Linked DNA regions of Mus musculus: region 1 is linked to region 2. Evidence: chromatin contacts called from public HiChIP or PLAC-seq data. All regions are on one chromosome and are shown on one strand. Each heading gives the region's core, a stretch centred on a gene start, on an enhancer-like site or on the middle of the called end of the contact. The rest is flanking DNA. Distances are from core to core; before and after follow the strand shown.

Evidence for each region. HiChIP or PLAC-seq counts read pairs in DNA pulled down with a chosen protein or histone mark.
Region 1: a CTCF HiChIP or PLAC-seq map of the NIH/3T3 cell line shows a contact between it and region 2, with 9 read pairs. The contact joins two enhancer-like sites. A contact is called at or near these places in 2 of 39 promoter capture datasets (both in embryonic stem cells), 1 of 15 datasets of contacts at CTCF or cohesin (the NIH/3T3 cell line), 2 of 484 Hi-C or Micro-C datasets (embryonic stem cells and liver), 4 of 115 datasets of contacts at active chromatin or transcription factors (embryonic basal ganglia, embryonic stem cells and pancreatic cancer cells) and 3 of 9 other capture datasets (adipose tissue, embryonic stem cells and liver).

Annotation. Positions count from the first base shown.
Region 1 is chr3:122,486,930-122,489,629 of GRCm38.p6, reverse strand. All of the region lies in intron 3 of Bcar3 (breast cancer anti-estrogen resistance 3), which reads right to left. Among named protein-coding and RNA genes, the nearest start is that of Gm34349, 8.1 kb to the right of the region's middle. Within about 2 kb of position 1,414, at least 37 of the 459 cell types and tissues checked have an H3K27ac peak or open chromatin away from gene starts, as enhancers often do. A contact at or near this core is called in the NIH/3T3 cell line, where this site is marked.
Region 2 is chr3:122,364,248-122,366,947 of GRCm38.p6, reverse strand. No RefSeq gene overlaps it. Among named protein-coding and RNA genes, the nearest start is that of Gm4610, 26 kb to the left of the region's middle. Within about 2 kb of position 1,422, at least 103 of the 459 cell types and tissues checked have an H3K27ac peak or open chromatin away from gene starts, as enhancers often do. A contact at or near this core is called in the NIH/3T3 cell line, where this site is marked.

The DNA of each region.
Region 1 (2,700 bases), core at 165-2,664, 120 kb before region 2:
CTCCTACAATTTCCTCTTCTGGGAAGGTCTCTGGCTGGGGCTGGCATTAAAGGCCTCTAGGATGTCACAATAAGCTGTGTTGGGGTATCCTCCTTCCCTCTTCCTTTCTTCATATCTACCATAGGTACAGAGAGAAATGGTGGTGTAGCCATGTCCCAGTGTCCATATAGGCGCTCCTTCTAGGTGAGACTCCAACCCTCTTTGTTCCCAGTGCACTCTAGGTCTCGATGCAATGGGTAAGTGGGGCTGGAAGGGACCCATGAGCTCAGGGTAGGAGCTTGCAGATGGCTCCTCCAGTCCCTTAACGAGAAGCCAGGATTCGGAATAGTCATTCCTTTACGTAAAACCATCATTATAAAATACATGTATCTGTAGTAGAAACCAGAAAAGAAGTTCTTAGTCACAAAAATTAACATACTGATTATAGGTTTCATGAGCTAGACAGTAAGTCGGCACATTCTTGTGACCAGAGCCAGAGAGGAACAATAGCTCCTGGGGCTACGACAGTTGATGACTGAGATGCCACTGTGGCATCCAACCCTATGACACATTTCTTTCCTCTCAGTTAAAAGGTACTGGGTCATCCTCAGCCATGTGTTTAACCCTAGTGGCAGGGCCCGAGGCTCTGCCATGCCTGTCCTGGTGACCCCGTACCCAAGCCATGGCAGAGAAGCCCGTCCACTGTTCTAACGTTAGTCTTAGTTCTTAGAACTTCTGCTGAAAGTTCTAGGCTGATGTTCTTTTCCTGCATGCACGCGCGCGCGCACACACACACACACACACACACACACACACACACACACACACACGCCAACTTTGCAATCCAGCAAGTGCTGAATCTACAGGCAGTTTCTGAGAGTCCCAACCCTGCCCCTGATCCCCCTCTGGTTTCTCCAACAAAAAGAAGTCTTTGGCTGGACTCTAAGCTATGAAGTTGGTCAGGGAGCACAGGGACACAGTCTCTATCAGCCATGTCCTGATATTGAAGCCAGATCCCCACAGCTCTCAGATGCCAATGGAATGCACTTAAAGGGCTCTTTTCACAAAGAAGCTATGCTGGGCTTTTTAGTTTAGGGCCTGGAGGCATGAATGAGCAACAAACCCCAACCAGGAGGAGGGGCTGAGTCTCTTGGAAAGATTCTTCCATATGGCTTTTCCCACCTTTTGCTGACAGTGTGTCTGCACCCATACAAAGGCAGCTGGGCCACTGCCATTGCCAGGATTTGTCACTTATAACATAGGCCAAAGGAGCAGGTACAGGGAACATGGGTGGGACCTTCCCTCCACCACACTCTTCACAGGAGAAAGGCAGTTTCTAATGAAACCAAAGTGCCAAAGACCTGACACAGGGTGGATTCAACAAGCTCTAAATCTCCTCCCCCACCCCACCCCCCAGGGGGAGGGGCGGAGACAAAAGAATGTCAGTCCAAATGAAACACCCTAACACAGTTCAAGATCTTTTTGCTCTATGGTAGCCCTTAATGACTGCAGAGACAGCTCAATCCTAGCATGGAAGAATCAGCTCATGACAAGACCCCTGGGCTGGACTGAATCAAGCCTTTCTGGTCCATTCACCCACATACTTTCTGTATCCCAGCTTCTTGTTTGTGCTGTTTGCGTCAGGCAGCATTTCAATACATGGATGGAAGTTTCTCTTTCTCAGATTTCTCCAACACAGTCACAATCACACCGCCCTTCCCTAGGATGAGATGCTTGTCTGATGAGGAATTTCAGCTCTTTCTTCCCCCTCCTCCATCCTTTCCCCGCCCCCTTCCTCTCCCTCCCTTTCATACACACACACAGAGACAGACACACAGACAGACACACAGACAGACACATATCAATAATCAGAGACAGAAGGACCAGAAATAATGGGAACCCACTACCAACATACAAAATCAGGTCATTCATCCTTTTCTTTTCTTTTTTCTTTTTTTTTTAGAAATGGTTTTTCGAGACAGGGTTTCTCTGTGTAGCCCTGGCTGTCCTGGAACTCACTTTGTAGACCAGGCTGGCCTCGAACTCAGAAATCCGCCTGCCTTTGCCTCCCCAGTGCTGGGATCAAAGGCGTGCGCCACCACCGCCCGGCTTCATTCATTCTCTCTTAACCAAAGTCCTTCTGCAGCTTCCTAAGGGACATAGGGTGCAATTTGCTGCTGCCTGGCTCCCGGCTGTCTCCCTGCCCATACCTGGCTGTCATGTCTAGGTTTTGGTGGCTACCCCTTCCTCTACCCAGAATGTCATTTCCTCTTAGGATACCCTCTACTAACTCTTCTAAGCTAAGCCTGTCTCCCTAGGAAGTCCTCCACTGCTCAGACTATACCAGGCCTGCTCCTCTGGGGAGAGCCAAGGCATCTTTTACCAAATCACTGGCAAAAGAGGCTTCCTTCCAGCCTGTCAAGATACACCTGTCCAGCACAGCTCTCCAATGGACTGCAACCTTCCTCCGAGTAAGGACTGGGTCCTAAGTACCAGGGCCAGAGCAGCTGGCACAGGCAAGACACACAAGGTACCATGATCAATTACTGCTTAGCTGAACTAAGGACGCAAGCAGGATAAAAAGCCAGTGCGGAGATCTGCGGGCACTGAACTCCTAGCAGAGCAGCTCAGGGCTGGAGCTGCTCATGTTCATGGCCGTTTCCTGCCCTGTTATGAACTGAGCCTCTCTCTCTCTCTGTGAGCGTTCTGCTCTGACTAGGC
Region 2 (2,700 bases), core at 173-2,672:
AATGATGCTTCTACTACTGGAAATAGGTTATATCTAGTTAGGTTGTTGGCCAAAGAGGTCCCATGGGAAAACCTAAACACTCCAGACCATCAGACTATGGGTTGCTATCCATAAACTGATGGGATGGCCCCATTGCTGAAGACAACACCTATACTCCTCATTGAACATGAAGAGAGAGGTGGTGTCTACATAGAGCTTTCAACCCTATGTGCTAGCATCTTTGTTACAGGACAGCAACTCTGCAAACTACCAATGAAGAAACGTAAACACCAACCTAGCCATAGGCCCTTAGATCTACAATGGTGTCCTGCCTACAAGATATGTTAATGCTATCGTGACACAAAGCTTCAGAGAGTAACCAGCCAGGCTTTGAGTTGACTCAACCCACTCCAAGAGGTAGATTCCATATCTGACTCTGTTTGGGTGGCAAGGAACCTGAGACTAGGTAGCCCAGGAACCTAGAGTAAAACCAAACACTACTGTTCTACTGAAGAATATAGCAATAAACATAAAAATAAAGAATGACTCCTAATGACATCCTGCTATACTCATAGATCAGTGTCTTGCTCAGCCTCCTGCAGCAGATGGGGACAAATGCAGAGATCCATAGCCAGGCAATACTCAGAGAGTGAGAGACCTTGGAACTCTAAGCCTAAACAGGATGTCCCCATCAAATCCCTCCTCTCAGGGCTAGGGAACCCTATGGGAGGATGATAGAGAGAGGATAAGAGTGGGTCTCTATGTCTGTATTTTTTTGTTTTATTATGTGATAGTTTTATCTTATTATATTTCATTATTTTCCCTTATTAACCTGTTTGTTTTCTACTGAGAGACAAAAATGGTTGGATCTGGATGGGCAGAGAGGTGGGGAGGAACTGACGGGAGTAGAGGGAGGAGAAACCGTAATCAGGATACATTATGTGAGAAAAAAGTGTATTTTCAACAACAACAACAGCAACAACAAAAACATAATTAAGACACCAAACTACTTACTTAAAAAAAAAAGCCAAATATTTCCCTAAACCACATAAAAAGGAACCCACATATATGCAGGGAAATGGTGGGATTAGCTTGTGCACTATGCTAGCACAAATAAAAATATTCAGCAATGGTGACTGGAGGGCGGACAAGGAGATGGTAGTTAATGGACCCAGGGTTTTCTGTGTGCTTACTCAGCTCTGAGCCCTTCACAGTTAGGGATTTCAGCTCCGAGCCCTTCACAGTTAGGGATTTCAGCTCCAGGCCCTTCACAGTTAGGGATTTCAGCTCCCAGACCACCACAGTTAGGGATTCTGCTCACAGCAGGCTTATAGAAGGAAGGTTACTCAACTTTATGGCTGACAAAGCAGAGACACAGGCAGTTGAGTAATTGTCCAGACAGGCTGCGAATCCAAACCACTTCACCACGATCCCTGTTGTGTGAGAGGTGAGAGGAGGGAGAGAAAGGGGAGGAGCCCTGCTGGCTGCACTCAGGCTTCATGGCTGAGGCTGGAGCGCTGGATGATACAACTAAAAATAGAAACTGGATCAGACCAAGGATTCTTATATGCCATGATACAGTCTGAATCTTTTTTTCTACAGAATCTTCTGGAACTGGTCAGAATGCAAATTCCTGACCTTTTCCCTTCGTCCATAAATCAGAAAGTTTGGATTCTAAAAGGCTTCTCTGTAGGCCAGTGGTTCCCAGCCTTCCTAATGCTGTGACATTTAACACAATTCCTCACGTTGTGGTGACCCCAACCATAAAATATTTTGTTGCTACTTCATAACTGTAATTTTGCTACTGCTGTGAATTGTAATGTAAACAGCTGGCATGCAGGATATCTGCTAATCCCTTGAAAGGATTGTTCAACCCTTCCTTGGGGGGTTGTGACTCGAAGGTTGAGACCCTCTCCTCTTGACCCTTTTACACACTTAAGACTGAGAGCCGCTGCTGTCAGCTATATAGACACATTAGTATTTTGAAGTCAGGGAGACAGAGCTACAGGTGAATTTATTTTCCAGAAAGCAATGGACTGGAGAGGGCAAAGCCTTAACACAGATGCTCAATACAGAGTTTTCTGTGCTGTCCAGTGCTGGTGAGAGTCTCAACCAGGGAAATACCAGTATACTAGGCTAAGCAGTGTGTGCTTCCCCCTACACACACACACACACACACACACACACACACACACACACACACATACACTGCTTAGGAATTCACGTCTGTCTAGAACTTGAGAATGCAGGCTTCTGTGGCCACGGGCTTGTGCGGATGTTAACATGAGGTCACAGTGCATTAGGGCAAGCTTAATAGTGTCTTTGTGGCAGAGACAAGGAAATGTGGATGGAAGCAGACACTGAGAGATGTATAGAAAAGGAGTCATGTGCCAAAATAAAGCAGAATAAAACAAAAAGTCCACAAAAATGCCACTGGGGTCCTTTGTGTCGCCCAACAACTCTTGGGCATGGGGCCTGACCTGAAGTGTGATTGATATACCAGTGAAGTTTTGAGGTTTTGTTTTGCTTTTTTCTTTTTTAAATTGTGGTTGGGGGTTGTTTTGGTTTTGTGTCTGTGTCTGTGGTGTGTGTGTGTGTGTGTCTGTCTGTCTGTCTGTCTGTCTGTTTTACCTCCTTTTTTGTGTGTGTCTTATTTTTTAAAAGAAAAAGAACATAAAGCTGCTTGGGTAGGGAGGTGGGAGGACCCGTGAGGAGTTGGGG